Regions from separate parts of the Mus musculus genome. Here region 2 is linked to region 1. The links are chromatin contacts, called in public promoter capture Hi-C maps. All regions are on one chromosome and are shown on one strand. The core of a region is the stretch at or near the end of the contact, and the rest is flanking DNA. Distances in the headings are between cores, read along the strand shown.

Region 1 (7,935 bases), core at 2,901-5,400:
CTTTTTATGTTTTCCAGTGCCCACAAAGCAACATTTTGTTTATCTTATTTGTTTCTTTCAAATATCCCCTGTAATAGCACAGGAAAATGTATCTGAGAAGGGAATGGCTTGTCCAGGATAATCTAGGTAACATCATGAACATGGCTTTTATGTTTACAATTTTGTCCTTACAACACTGCCAAGAATCAGGACGATAATTTTAGTAGCAAGAAATCTGAGCTAGGTGGCTAGAAGGCCTCTGACAAGGTTTGAATGGGTAAACTCAGGCTCCAGGTTTGACACTCTAATTTAACCCTGCCTAGAACTATGAAACTTCACTACTGTGACCAGTTCTGAGACCAGAAACAGAAAAACAAGTCTTAGAGAAATGCCTCAGACTAGCATTCAAACTTCTTCTAAATCAAGTCCTAAGCTACCTCCCAGTCTTCTATCCCCAGATCCCCCACGCGTAACTGCACTGGCTGATTACAGAGCTCTCAAACACAACATTTTCCTGTCTTTAGGCTCTTGCTCAGCCTGGAGTGTCTTCTATTTTCACTGAACTTTGTCTTGCTTTTCAAGACCAGTTTCAGTGTTTATTTTCTCTGAAAGCCAGCCTTGTAGCCTTGAGTGAAGCTGAGCCTTCAGTTCTCACATTGCTATGTGCCTCTCCGTGAGCTAGGGTTTCTCTGGTCTGGTAACTAAGTAGATTGTGAGCTTCTTGAGGATAGGGCCTGAATCCCTGTGATCTGCTGACTGCTCATCTCAGGCTCTGGTATGGAGGGCACTTGGTCAGTGACCATGTTCACAATCTACATCTCTCTGCTGTAGAGAGAAACATGGCGGCAAGAAATCCCAGTTCAACATAGTAGCTATTATAACAGCTTTCAGGGAAGTGGATGGGGAAGCTGGTTTGTCTGAGGTAAAGAATGGCATCTAAAAAAAAATCTTAAAACTTTAGGATGGAACAGGATAAAATTATGAAACTCTAAGAAGGTTTGATATATTGGTTGTAGACACAGAGTTCACTCAGCATCAGATTCACACGGAAGGCTAAAAGCTGAACCATAAAGCAGAACTATCTCCAGGGAAGAAAACTATGCAGCGTGATGTTTGCAGAGCCATGGAGCCTGCTCCCACCTCCATGTACAGTGTGGAGAGGAAACTCATTTAAAGCATCAAGATAATACAGATGGGCAATAAAGTCATAAATGGTCTTTCCTTATTGGTAAGTCTTGAAATGTGTGGTTGTGAATGTACTTGTTATAGGCTAGAAGGCTGGTGGATCATTACAAGCTTATAGGCTAGATTCATGCATGAGCACATATCAGGACTTCTGTGACAGCAGCCTAGAATCCCTTTGTTCTCAGCGATCTCATAATGCCCTGGTCCCATTATGCCACTGTTTTCAGACTCATGTCTGCTCCAAAAAGCTCACTGCATTCTCGTCTTAGGAGTGGTTCTCCATTGACCATAGTCAGTCAGGAAGGAGAGCACGTAGAGGGTTGTGGGTGGTAGTACCTGTGGGTGTCACATAAAAGCCAAGAGCATGAATCTCATACACAGCATGAAAGCCCTGAAGCAAAAGAACTCTGGATTCTGCCTTTTACACTTTCTTGATCATCAAGCTAGTCCTCTGTGGGAAGTAGGCTAGGGGCTTTCATTTCTATTTCACTTTGACACCCAGAGAAACTAAAGAACTTGTCAAAGTTTCATAGCAAATTAACCCAACTTAATACACTAGAGGCGCGGTCAGAGATACACTTTCTATTGTGCATTTAATTTAAAAATATACACAGACTACGGACGTAGAAGCTAGGCTGGGAGGATCACACAATCACGGCCAGTCTGGGCTACAGAGAGTTTCAGGCCCCCATGGGAAGCACAGTTAGACTCATTTTCCAAAATTACAATCAAATCAAATCAAACAAAAATTGGAATTTCAAAGATAGTAAGGGATTGGTCTTTTAGGCTAGCGTCCTAAAGAGTCAAGTACAAGAGGATTTTAAAATACTGATAGTAAGGAGAGGGCAACATTTGGAATGCAAATAAATAAAATAAGTAATTAAAAATAAAATGTCGACAGTTGAATTACATATGCATATCATCATTCCCCAACTCTCCCATCCCCTTTGAAGTAGCTAAACCAAATTCCTATGCAGAGAAAAATCTTCCAAGGAGCCTGAAGCAAGGATTTTGACCTGTAAAAGACCTGTCTACTTTTCCTTTATGCTCACCTACCTGCTCTCTTAGAGGCTTTTTCTTCCATCGCTAATTATCCAATGGCTCTCTTGCATTTACAGACCCCCAAAGCAGGTCCGGTGGGTGGCATCAAATAGGAAACCGGGAGACATCCGTTGGTTCCTGGGAAGGCTGAGGAAGCACCCTTGTTAAGGGGTGTGTGCAGTGTTGAAATATTAGCTGCTGTACTTGCCAAAGAAGTTCCTGAGCCACCCAGAGACTTTTCTCTTCAGTCCAACCATGTGTTGTTCACCGTGCCCCAAAGGTCAGTACTAATATTAACAAGCCACTGGAGAATGGAGAAATGAAAACCAGCTATTGAGGTGAGCAAGATCTGGATTTCTTTGGGACAAAGCTTTATATTTATCTGCCTTTAGTGCAGTATGGGCAAAATCCCTTGCTTGAAAGCAACTGGTGACATGAAGAAAAATGTTCATTTCCCTTGTCCTAATTAACCCACTCCTGGGATTTGATCTTTAGTCAGTAACTCCCAAAGCATGGAAAAGCTCAAGGCACAGAATTTGAATTACAGAGCTGTTTTTCTGATAGCAGTAACTAGTGACCTTTAAGTCCGATGGGGGTGGGGTGGGGGAGGGGCAGCCTACTGTGGCTCTGTATAGCCATGAAGACGATGGCTCAAAGGCTGTGAAATTCTGAGGGTGTGTGCATTCGAATGGGAATAACTTTGTAGCAATTTTCAGTGGAAAAAAAAAAAACCCTTAGGATGCAAAGTTATAGTTTTCCTGGAAATAGGGCGATTCCTGTTAATTCTGTTTCTGTGGTCACAAAAAAATAAGTCGAGAACTCATCCCTACTGCCCTGCTTATTCATCCATTTGCTAAATATTTATTCCGTTATCATATAAGGTGGGTCAGAGATGGCCACTGCATTCAGGCTGCTGGCAGTCTAGTGACAACGGAAATCAATGGGGGTTGTGCACTGTGGTAAATACTGTGCCATGGACCATAAAGTGCAGTGGTGCCCACAGGAAAAGACGTAAACACAGAGGTGTGTGGACAAAAAAAAAATCAATTGTTTACCTGATTAAGAAGGGTTTAAATCTTGGCTCTACCACTTCTGTGAGGCTGAGACGAATTTATTCAACTTCTACTTAGCTTCAGTGCCTCTTCCTGGATTATCCTAAGAATGAAAGGACACGGTATAGACAGGAAAACCATAACTGCATCGGGAAATGATACTATTCTGGAGCTTAAATGGTCTAGGCCTCGATTTTGCTCATCTGAGAAATGGAGCCAAATGCAAGTCTGTCTTATGCTTTGAGAGTCAAGACAAACATGGCTATACAGGGAGGATTTGAGGCAGTCTCCTTCCTCCAGACTCCATTAAAACGGAGGCTAGCTAGGTTCTTAATTGCTTAACGGAGAAAGTTCCCTTCGCCACTGCCCAAAAGGACTCCAGGGTCTGCAGAAGCCCCTCAGCCACCGCCAGGGGCCGCTCACTAAAGCCAGAGTCCTGTCTCGATCCGGGTAGGGCGTTGGCTCAGCTTGTTTCCCCAGAGGCCTGCCCCTTGACAAAGGGACAAAATCCCATTTGTCAGTAACCTGGCGCATCAGGGGGTACTTTTGTAGTAGAGAAGAGCAGTCAGATTCGGGCGTCCAGGCCAGCATGCGGCCAGAAGAGAAGGAGCCCAACCAGAGACGCGCCTCTCACCAGTTACTCTTCCCAGGTTTTGGTCTGGGTCTTGCTATGTAGCCCAGGCTGGCCTTGAATTCATTACTGACCCTGCCTCAGCTTCCTGAGTACTGGGGTGACAGGCTCGTTTGATCAAGCCCGGTTTTCCTACAGCCTCCACCTTAGTTCCGTCTCCCGCCTAAGAGAACTGAACTCGAAGTCCCGCCCTGCTTGCGTCCTGCCGTCGGAGGGGGCGGAGGGGAAGGTGAGAACGCCCGGTGGAAACGCGAGAGGAAGGCGGGGAGCCAGCTCACTTCCGGGCAGCAATGCATTTGCCCGCCTAAGCTTCCTTTGGGAAACTGTACCGTTTACCAAAATGCTGCGCGTGGTAAGCTGGAACATCAATGGGATCCGGAGTCCCCTGCAAGGCCTTGCATGCCAGGAACCCAGCAGCTGTCCCACGGCCTTGCGACGCGTTTTGGACGAGCTGGATGCTGATATTGTCTGTCTCCAGGAGACCAAAGTGACCAGTGAGCATTCGAGAATCCAAGATCTCTACGGTGTTTTCCTTTTGATGCTAACCTTTGTTCTGTCTCATTTCGCGTTTCGTTTTCCTATACTTAGAATCCTGCCCTTATACCCATCTGAAAGGCCTGATCCTTTTCTTTCTAAACAACCCCACCCCAGCTAGAACCCCTAATTCCGACTCCTGGCCTGCTTTCCCCGTTGAAACCCTCATACACAGATTCCCACTCATTCTATAGCCCGAACTCTGGGCCTTGAATTTTCTCCTTTCATTCTTCTAAGCCAAACACCTCAGTTTTCCATCCCTGCCCCCACCTCAGTCCTTAATCCCCACCTAATCTCTGCCTTTAGCTCAGACTCTTAATTTCTCCTTCCCATATCTCCAATTCCTCTTTTCTCTCCACCTCAAGGCCCTAGATTCATTCCTCTTTGATATCTTACCTCAAATTTAGACCTAATTTCTTCTCCCATAATTCCCAGCTCGAATTCCCTAATTCCCTCTCCTACCTCCCACCCTTCAGGTCCCCAATCTCCACTGCCAGCATCTGTGAGTACTTTAATCTAAATCACAAGACTTAGCTCTGATTTGCCCTCCTCTGCTTCCCTATCTAATTTGAATATAATTTTCTTTCCTGACTTTCCCATCTCTCTAGCTCCTGTCAACATAAACACTTCTCCTGACCCTCAATTACAGCTCTGATGTATGCTAACCTATAACTGTAATTCCAGTCTTTCATGGGTCCATGGTGCTAATTTACCTCTGACTTTATATTTACTTTTTTTTCTTTTTTTTTTTTTTAGGAGATGTACTGACAGAGCCCCTGGCTATTGTTGAGGGTTATAACTCCTATTTCAGCTTCAGCCGCAGCCGTAGTGGCTATTCTGGTAAATGAGGTCTTCTGGGGGTATTTATGTTAGCATTGGTGATGGAGAAAAGGAGTGTTTTGGTATTTAATAAGAAGGTAACATATTTTGACTTTTCATTTCCAAAGCAAATGCTGCTAATTTTAGGTCATATGAAACCTCATATTTATGCACCGAAGTTTCCTTTTGTCCCTCAGAAGTATAGTAATGTACTTCTTCTGAGTTAACTGTATAAGCACTGGACCTTAACTGCCAGGGTTCAAGTCCTGGCTCACATCCTCTCTGTGTTTTCTGACAAGTTACTTTACCTTTGTGTTTCAGGTTTTTCACTGAGAAAATAAGGATAATGGTTATTTTCTAGGCTCTCACAAGGGTTTAGACATAGTCTTGCATGAGGTAATAATGATAGCTAATTTTTCATCAGCATTTGCTATGTATGTGTAAAATACATTATTATTGTTCTTGTAAAATATAACATTATTCTGTGGCTTTTTTTTTTTGGTTTTGTTTTTTGTTTTCGAGACAGGAACTCACTTTGTAGACCAGGCTGGCCTCAAACTCAGAAATCCACCTGCTTCTGCCTCCCAAGTGCTGGGATTAAAGACGTGCGCCACCACTGCCCTATTCTGTGGCTTTTTAAGAGGAAACTGAGGCCTCAGATGCTTTAAGACGCTACAGAGCCATGTATGGCCCCTGAGTTAGGAGGATTGTCCTTACTTTTTTTTTTTTTTTTTTTGATTTTTCGAGACAGGGTTTCTCTGTATAGCCCTGGCTGTCCTGGAACTCACTTTGTAGACCAGTCTGGCCTCGAACTCAGAAATTCGCCTGCCTCTGCCTCCCAAGTGCTAGGATTAAAGGCGTGTGCCACCACGCCTGGCTGTCCTTACATTTTTGAAACAGTTAAATTTGACAAAGATAACCAAAGCTGTTCCTTATATGGATACACTTGGAGTGGGATAGGCTGTACAATGATATATTGGCTGCTGACCCCGTTCAGAATGCTCTTGTCCGTCCCCAGGTGTGGCTACCTTCTGTAAGGACAGTGCTACCCCAGTAGCTGCTGAAGAAGGCCTGAGTGGTGTGTTTGCCACCCTGAATGGAGATATTGGTTGCTATGGAAACATGGATGAGTTCACGCAAGAGGAACTCCGGGTTCTGGATAGTGAGGGCCGGGCCCTCCTTACACAGCACAAGATCCGGTAATAGTCCATATCCTCCTCTTACAGGCCATCACTGGTTCTAGTCCTTGTGTCTAGAATATAAGGCCCATTCTATAGGTATTCAGTTGCTATAAAAATGTTCCCAAACTTGCCTTCCTGTATTTTAGTCCAGGCTGGGCTGAGTGATCTTGGAAAATTCATGCTTCCTTCTGAGCCTTGTGTTCCCCTCTCTACAGAGGGAGACTGGCCTGAAAGAATAGCTTTTTAATTACCATGGGCTCCTCAAAAATAGCTTAGCCAGCACAGAACTCATCATCCTAAGTTGGTTTCTTTCTAGGTATCTTATAGTCATAAATGGCTGCATTATACCCAGTTTACCTGGGTATTATGCCCTCCTTGCCTTATCCAAAGTCCATCCCCCCAAGACTTGCTCATTTATTTCTCCTAACCGTTTTTTGTTCATCCCATGGATAACCATTAACTAGAATCTGCATGGTGGGTGGATATGAAGGGGAGACTTGAAACTGACCTCTTCTGTGGGGCTCTTTTCTCCCAGCACATTGGAAGGGAAGGAGAAGACTTTGACCCTGATCAATGTGTACTGCCCTCACGCGGATCCTGGGAAGCCTGAGCGGCTGACCTTCAAGATGCGCTTCTATCGCCTGCTCCAGATGCGAGCAGAAGCGCTCCTGGCAGCTGGCAGGTATATTGTCAATCTAGACAGCCAGGTTTGGTTGAACACATCTTGGTGGTTGGCCTGTGCCATGCTCTATGATAGGACATAAAATTTTGTCTTTGAGGTCCTTTCTACTCTAGCATCAAATACTGTCATGCTGAACTGACAGCCCTTGTTGTCCTAAGAACTGGAAGGACAGAGTAAAGTGACATGAACTCTGAGCCTTGTACTCTGGCCACTCATTCTGTCTCTTCCCTTACTGGTAACCTCAAAGGCTCTCTGTTAACAGTCTTTTGTCAAATGCCTGTGTGAATCCCTTCCCTGTAGAAGATCTTTGAGGATAAGATAAGGTGATGGTAGTAAATGCCTAGTTCCAAGGATAGACAGGAAAGTGGGAGTAGGTTAGGGTAATCAAGGGGGACTTCTTCCAGGAAGTGGTATCTGAGCTGGTATTTGAAGGGTGAGAAGGATGGCATTAGGTAGAGACCATAGCATCATATAGAATGGTGTCAACATTGCGGCTCAGTATTTGGTTCAAGATGGGAGAACGGAAGAGGCACTTTGCTATGAATAATTGGTATCTAAGCCTATAGGTGGGAGGTAAGCCTCTCTGTGCTCTTGGCCCTGGGAGAAAAGTATATGGGACTCCTCTTTCTTAATGTCCAGTTGACAGTCCCACATTGTGTTTTTCAGTCACGTGATAATCCTGGGGGACCTGAATACAGCCCACCGACCCATTGACCACTGCGATGCAAGTAGTCTGGTAAGGTTCCCTCTAAACCATAGGCCCCAGTTTTGTTCCGTTCACCCAGCCAGCCAAAACTGGGAGTTTGGCACCAGAGGTAGTCTCTTTTATGG
Region 2 (7,935 bases), core at 1,665-4,164, 460 kb before region 1:
TAAAAGATACCACTCAAGCCATTACAGAGGCAAGGACTTAGCTGGGGGCAGGGGTGGGGGGGGGGGAGACAGGATCCTGAAAACAACACTATTGGTTGAGGAGAAGAGGGGGATGGTCTGGGAAGGGAACTCTGCTTTGGAATTTGGAAGAACTGGTGGAGTAGAAAAGCTTGCTCATTATCAACCCTATGTTGACTAGAGAGGGCAGAGACCAAGGGTCAAGACCTTCCTAGCTTTGTCTCCCAGACCAAGAGTATTTGCTGGGTGGGAGCTCGGAGTCCTCTTAGGCAATAGTTACAGAGGGCCTACTATGCGTTCCCTTACCATCCATCGAGACACTGAGTACCTGCCACGTGTTAGGCACTACATCAGTCCCTTAGGTATACAAGGTAAAACAAAACAGACTCAGCCCCCTCGCCCTCGAGGAGCTCACTTTCTGGTGGCAAATGAGCCGCAATAAACAAGTAGACACATACAAGAGGGCACTTTCAGACTGTATTAAATGTAAGGATAGACACACACTGGCAGCTGTGATGGAGATTCACAAGAGGCCCTACTTAAAGTGGTCAGGGAAGGTCTCTCAGAGGGGACATTTGAGCTGAGACCAGAAAGATGAGGAGCAAGCCAGGTGGAGGGCTGAGGGAAGAGCTAACAGGCAGAAGGCAAAGCAAATGCAGACTGCAGTGGGAGAGCTCTGGCTGTTTAGGGATTTGAAGGGAGGAGCTAAGATCAAGTATGTATGTATGTATGTATGTATGTATGTATGTATGAGTAGCATGTGTCCAGGGGAGTTTGGGAAGCCAGCAGAAGCAACAAGCAGGGCAGAGCATTAAAGAGTGTCAGCTGCCTATCTCCAGTTCACAAGGGGGTGAGGGGGGGCAGCGCCTGAAATCTCCCAGAGGTTCCATAACTATCCAAAGAAGAGACAGCAGAGAGAGGCGTATTCTGCCCATGTTTTATGCTTCACCAACTGTTCCTACTACCTGGTCCTGAGCCACAGTCCTAGTGATCTGTGGAAGGTGAGCTATGAGCCCTGGAAGCTGCTAAAAGCTCACCACCTCCTTCAGTCCCAGTGAAGATAGGGCAGATCCATACACTGTTCTTCCTTCAAGGCTCCCAGACTCAGGCCCACGTGAGAATATCCTAGAGGCTCTGCTAGGCTGCTCAGATACTCAGGACTATGAAAAGGCCCATCGGGGTCTGTGGCCCCAGCCTGACCTAGAGTTGTTCCACCACACTGCAAACCCAAGCAACCATCCTGATGATTTTTCCAAACAATCTCCTGGCCCAGCAGCTCTCCCTTCTGACCTCTCTGTCCTATTCCTTCGTACCAGCAGCGCCTTCAGCCCCTTCCTCCAGGCTCAGCTCCACCTTTCTCTCTCATCAATACCCCCTACCTCTTCCTCCCCTTGTCCTGTGGCCACACACACCTAGCAGAAGCACAATCTAGGATCAGTCCACCATCTCCCTCTCTCTTTTGCTCATACTTTCGGGCTACTGAGTCGTATAAGGGGAAATCACATAAGGAGAAAGCTTGCATTACTCTCCAGCTTCAGTTTGGGGAAGCGGGAAGACCACAGATTTTGGACTCTGATCTGTTTTTAAATCCAGGCACCATAATGACAGTGTGACCTTGGACAAGTTACTTCTCAAAGCCTCAGTCTGCACCCCTAAAAATGTAATTGATGATATCCACTTCACAGATGGCTCCTGAAGCTGAAACAAAAACCCTTGTAAAAGTACCCAGTTCAGTGCCATGCACAAATGTAGTCACTTAGCTAATGGGAGACTTCTTTTCTCCTATTCCAACCACATCCCCATTGCTGCCCTGAAATCCTGCCCCCTTTTCTTGGAGTGCTTCCTCTCCTGTTAGCCTCAACAGTTAGAAGAGAAAGGAGTCTTAAGGCTTGAGGGCGCAAGGGACAGATAAGAGCAAGGGGCAAAGGCTGAAAGGACTGGACCGAATACTGCAGGAGGTGGGGGTAGGGGTTGAGGGGACCCAAGGGGCTAGGGTGAGCATGTCGGCTCCAAGTCCTAGAACAAGAACCCGTTCCCGGTACCAGGCCCGTGGCCCAGGTTCCCATGCTGTCTGGATCACTCACCAGGCCGAGGCTGCGAGCCCTCCAGGTGGTAGGAGAAGCGCAGGGCCCGGTGGTGCTGAGGACTAGGGCCGCAGGGTAAGACCCGGGAGCTTGGAGGCGCTCCCAGGCTGGCATCCGAGGGTCCAACAAACTGAGGATCCAAAGGGCCTCCAAGAGCCGTGCCTGAGCCCCTGCTCACCGGCAGCCCGGGTTCCAAGGCTCCAGGGTCCGAGTCGGCACAGGCCAGCGGAGCGGCACCGGGGGTATTTGCCGCTGAGCGTTCGGGATCCGAAGGCCCAGGGCCCCCCGGGACTCGGTGGCCATGCATGGTCCGGGCCTGGGCGCGGGGCCCGGGCTCCCCGCTTGGCTCCAGTTCCTGGGGCGGAGGCGCGGGCGGAGAAGGCCCGGCGCCCGGCGGAGCAGCGGCCTCAGGCTCGGGGGGCGGGGCTGCGGGCTCAGCCCCACTGCGGAGACTCGAGCCCCCGACCCGGGCTCCGGCCAGCAGCCGTGGCGGCAGCAGCAGCAGCAGCCGCGGCCACCGCCGTTGCCGCGCCAGGCATCGCCAGCCCTGGCCCCAAGCGGGGAGTGGGCTCGGCGGGGCCGGGGGCCCGCTGGGGAGCGCTGTCTATGCGGCTGCGGCTAGGCGAGGGTCGGGGGCTGCGCTAGGCACGAGCTCTCCTAATAGATGACCAGTCACTTCCGTAGCCGGGGGCGAGCGGCCAGCCGGATCCCACCGAGGGGGGTCTCTTTCTCCCGGAATGAGAATCGACCTGGGTTCTCTGGGCTAGTCGGGAAGGGTTCTTCCTCCCGCCGCAGCGGAGGCTGGGGGCGGAGGAGAGGGGAGGGGGAGAGGAGAGGAAGGAGGGAAGAGAGGACGGCCGCGGCCGGGAGGCGCGCGTGTGCGCCGCGCTCTCCGGCTGCGAGGCTTGCCTTCGGGCAGTCCTCCGGAACGATGCTCCAGCCGTGCGGGCGGAGGACCGGGCTGGACCGGGCTTCTCCGCCTTCGTCCTGGGTCTGCACCGCGGCAGGCGGGAAGAGCCCTGGGAACTGGGGGATGGGGAGGCGCGAGCCGTTGCTGAGACAGCCGCAGCCACCGCGGCGCTGAGACCCAGTTATTGGAGCCCCGCCCCCTCGTCGGGATTTGAGCTTGGCCACGCCCCCTCGCTAGGGCCAGTTTCACCTCTAACTGCTAGGAGCTTAAGGCCCTCCTTCTGCTGGCCCTTCAGCTTTCCTTCCCATCCTTCCTTGGTCCCACAGAGGCGAGTCTCTGGGCCCAATTTCCGAAATCGACCCTTCCGTCGCATCTCATGCCTTCTTCCGCTCTCCCATCACACTCTTTCCCAGAAGCCTTTCCACATGTCCCAGAGTTAAGCTAGGCTTGGCACGTAGCGATCCTTTAGTACTTATTTTCTCAGACCAGATCTCATGGCCCTTTACTTTTCCACTCTTTTTGTCGCGGTCCCTTGTTTTGTCCGTTACCCGGCTGGCAGCAACCCAAAACTGAACCAGTCCAACTGTTTGCCTTTTTTTCCATGCTTGTGCCCAGGCAGCTGAACACTACTGGGTAACACTACAATTTTCCACATTTGTGTCATGATAAACCCTCATTTCCCAGCTTCTACAAGTCCCTCAGAACTGACCCGACACCCTACTAGTAGTCAACTTTCTTTTCTGTTTCACCCCCATTGCCTAGATAACTCTCATCCATGGTGGCCATATCAAATCTAGTCTCCCCAAGATCTTGATTTGTGCCCCCAACTCCGTCCCACGGTACTTAGCTGATAAGCCCATGTCCTACTTACATGGAGTGAACAGAAGACGCCAGAAGAAAGGTCTGGAATTCTTAGCAACAGACCTCTGAGTTCGTTCCGAGTCCCTTCGCTCTGGGCTTTAAACAGTCAGGTATCTTCTCCCATCTAAAAAAACAAGCACCAAAAGTTATCTCTCTTCTCTTTTTACAGATGACTCAAGACTTGCTCATAGTCAAGTGTCCCATTTCCTACCTCCCACTTATCTTTAACCCTGCTACAACTCACCTCTACTACTTCTTCCAAGCTATTTTTCTTATCAAGGTCTTCCATAGCTTACGTTACTAAACCGAAAAGAATCTCTTTAGAGGTCATCCTACTTGGACTTGCTAGCATTCAGGTAGCACCAGTGACCTCTCCCTTCTCCTGAAATTGCTTCCCTATGACATATCATGCTTATTTTTCTCCTTTTTCCTTTTCAGTTTCCTCCTCGTCTTAGTAGTGTTCTTGGGAGCTTTGGCCTGAGCTCTGTCTTCCCACGCACTCTCTCTGGTCTTTCCCTCAATATCTCATTTGCTTCTATGGCTTCAATTATTACTTCTTTGATAGTTACTCTAAAATACTTCAAATCAAAACATTTTTCCTGGCCCAGACATTCAGCTGGTTAGAAAACAACATTGTTTGAAAATCCTAGAGAAACCTAGAATCTCTGTTCTTTCCCAACTCAAGAAATCCTCTCTCAATGAGCTGTACCTTACCTAAGTGAAGGATCTTGGTCAAAGTAGAGATCTAAGCTATACCCTGGCTCTTTTCTCTCTCTCTCTCTTCTACACCTCCCCCCCCCATGCAATTGCCAAGTCTTCCTATCATCTACAGGACCATCTCCATCATCTACTTATACAGTCTCATTTCCATTGCCACTCGCTGGTGTAGGCTAGTACAGCTTCTAATCTGCAATACCTTCACAGCTCTCCTGTTTCAGTCTTGTTCTCTGGAATCTATTCTTAACTATTTTTCATTATCATGTATCAAACCCAAAGCCTCAGGCAAGACAGGCAAGTGTTCACTGAGTCCTGGAATCTATTCTCTATATTGTAGGCAGTCTGTATTATTACTATTTTTTGAGACAAGCTCTCACTGTGTAGCCTAGGCAGGCCTTGAATTTATAATCCCTCTGTGGTTGCCTCCTGAGTGATGAGACTAAGGGCATATACTACCACATCTGGCAAGTCTATGTCTTTCAAAATCAAATATCATTCACAAGTTTAGAATCTTCCAAGTCCCCAAAGGTTCAAAAGAAAATTTACCTTCCTTAACATTAGAGGTTTGGCAGGGCTCTTTATGATCTGGTGAGATCTCAATCAGCCTTTCTAAACCTAATGCTTGAGTCAAAGTTGAAAAATTGTAAGACTGTTCCTTGGTCTATCCAGCCTCTGAAGGCTTTTTTAACCTTAATTTTTAAAATTCTTTGACAATTCCATCCATATGACCTCTGGAGGTTTTGGGTTGTTGTTCTCTTTTGCTTCTTTGGGTTTTTTTTTAGCGGCAGGGCCTCATTTGGAGTCTAGGCTGACCTTGGACTGCAGTGAGTCCTCTTGCTTCAGGCTCCGGTGTGCTGGGATGAAGGCTGAGGTTTTGCACGTTTGCTGCCGTCGCATATGGAACTCTCTTCACTTCTCCCTCATTCCTCTTCACTTGCCTAAGTTTCAGCTGACGCTGTGAATGTCTCCGGAGCATGGAGTCTAGGCTTCAGGTGAGGCACCAGTTATGCTGTAAGAAGGATCACAAACAGGAAAGTGTTGAGCACACACCACTCTCAAAATGACCGGACCAGTACCGGAGATGACGTGACATAAATGCACACCAGATTACAACACATAAACATGCACATTTATAAACTGCATTAAGGCTATGAATGAACAGAACAGAGAGAGTGACAGGAATGAAAGAATTTAGGGGTTGGTAGTGTCTAGCTTTAGGGGTCAAGCAAAGCTTGAAAGAATGGGAATCAGCAAATGAAGAATGCAGATGAAAGTATTCGGGGGGGGGGCTGGAGCTACAGCTCAGTAGTTATGAGCACTGACTGCTCTTCCGAAGGTCCTGAGTTCAAATCCCAGCAACCACATGGTGGCTCACAACCATCTGTAATAAGATCTGACGCCCTCTTCTGGTACATCTGAAGACAGCAACAGTGTACTTAGATATAATAATAAATAAATCTGAAAGAAAGAAAGAAAGAAAGAAAGAAAGAAAGAAAGAAAGAAAGAAAGAAAGAAAGAAGGTATTCCAGGGAGGGTTGGAGAAGAGATGGCTCGGCGGTTAAGAGCACTGACTGCTCTTCCAGAGGTCCTGAGTTCAATTCCCAGCAATCACATGGTGGCTCACAACCATCTGTAATAGGATCCGATGCACTCTTCTAGTGTGTCTGAAGACAGTGACAGTGTACTCGTATATAAAATAAGTACATTTGTTTAAAAAAAAAGAAAGAAAGAAAGGATGTATTCCAGGGAAAGGCCTCAGTAAGTAGGAAGACCCTGTGGAGAACTGGCATCCATGGATTCAACCAATCTCAAGTCAAAAGACTTGGGAAAAGGCTGGGTGTGGTGGCACATGGCTTTAATCCTCACACTCTGGAGTCAGAAACAAGCATATCTCTGAGTTCAAGGCCAGCCTGGTCTACAGAGTGACTTTTAGGATAGCTAGAGCTATACAAAGAAACCCAGTCTCTCAAAAACAAAGCCAAAAAGCACTGTAATGAATATGCATATTTGTTAAATCCTCTATATAAAATGGCATAGCCTGTGTAATATACCAAGACTCCATCACCAAAAGGCAAAAACACTATAATGTTTGTAACTAAACTAAACACATCATCCTGTATGCCTTTTCCGTCTCTAGAGGACTTACAATAGCCAATACAATGTAGCGCTCTGCAAATAGTCGTTATTCATTGAGCAGGTGTTCTGTAACCAATTTCTGAAGCTCTTCAATGGACAACTTTAATTATGAGCTATGAAAAGGCTACAGCAGGGGGCTGGAGAGATGGCTCAGTGGTTAAGAGCACTGACTGCTCTTCTAGAGGTCCTGAGTTCAATTCCCAACAACCACATGGTGGCTCACAACCATCTGTAATGAGATCCAATGCCCTCTTCTGGTGTGTCTAAATACAGCTACAGTATACTCACATACATAAAATAAATAAATAAATCCTTTTTAAAAAGAAGATAGAAAAGGCTACACAGGGCTGGTGAGATGGCTCAGTGGGTAAGAGCACCCAACTGTTCTTACGAAGGTCCAGAGTTCAAATCCCAGCAACCACATGGTGGCTCACAGCCATCTGTAACAAGATCTGACACCCTCTTCTGGAGTGTCTGAAGACAGCTACAGTGTACTTACATATAATAAATAAATAAATCTAAAAAAAAAAAAAAGAAAAGGCTACACAGCAAATGGAGAGTATTGAAGTCAAAGTAGGCAAAAGTGAATTACATAGGGCTTTTTAGACCATGCTAAGGATAATGGACTCTATTCTAAAAAAATGGAAATCTATTAAGGTAGTAATTTTATTTTATTTTATTATTTTATTTTATTTTTTATTTTTTTGTTTTTTTTTTTGAGACAGGGTTTCTCTGTATAGCTCTGGCTGTCCTGGAACTCACTCTGTAGACCAGGCTGGCCTCGAACTCAGAAATCCACCTGTCTCTGCCTCCCAAGTGCTGGGATTAAAGATGTGCGCCACCACTGCCCGGCCAGTAATTTTATTTTTAATTAATTTTTAACAGTAGTCATATTATTAGTGCTGTGTGTGGTGATGAGGCATGCTTCAGCACATATATGGCGGTGAGAGGACAGCTTGTGATAGTTGGTCTGCTTCTACCTTTATGTTAGTTCTAGGGGTCAACCTGAATTCATCATCAGGCTTGTGGAGCATGTACTTTTACCAACTGAACCATGGCCCATGAAGTAGTCATTTTAGATGTGGCTCAAACATGGGAAAATACTAAAATCAATCTGGAAAACAAGTAGAAAAGGTCATAGTGGAGCTAGGCATGATGTCATAGGAACCTGAGGAAGAAGGGTCACAAGTTCAAAACCTGCCTGGGTTA

What was found. Promoter capture Hi-C pulls out the DNA fragments that hold promoters and counts their contacts.
Region 2: a promoter capture Hi-C map of pre-B cells shows a contact between it and region 1. The contact joins the promoter of Fgd1 here to the promoter of Apex2 in region 1. A contact is called at or near these places in 10 of 39 promoter capture datasets (the 3T3-L1 cell line, cranial neural crest, embryonic stem cells and 6 more), 4 of 484 Hi-C or Micro-C datasets (cardiomyocytes, embryonic stem cells and uterus), 1 of 115 datasets of contacts at active chromatin or transcription factors (astrocytes) and 1 of 9 other capture datasets (adipose tissue).

What each region holds. Positions count from the first base shown.
Region 1 is chrX:150,584,370-150,592,304 of GRCm38.p6, reverse strand. Apex2 (apurinic/apyrimidinic endonuclease 2) reads left to right here and starts at 4,150. Exons shown (of 6, transcript NM_029943.2): 1 at 4,150-4,382; 2 at 5,179-5,262; 3 at 6,260-6,440; 4 at 6,958-7,104; 5 at 7,771-7,840. The coding sequence starts at 4,229. It also overlaps a transcript of Pfkfb1 not described here.
Region 2 is chrX:151,042,149-151,050,083 of GRCm38.p6, reverse strand. It overlaps Fgd1 (FYVE, RhoGEF and PH domain containing 1), which reads right to left and starts at 2,914. Exons shown (of 18, transcript NM_008001.4): 1 at 2,103-2,914. The coding sequence starts at 2,409. It overlaps Gm46690 (a long non-coding RNA gene), which reads left to right and starts at 3,992. Exons shown (of 2, transcript XR_001782846.2): 1 at 3,992-5,582.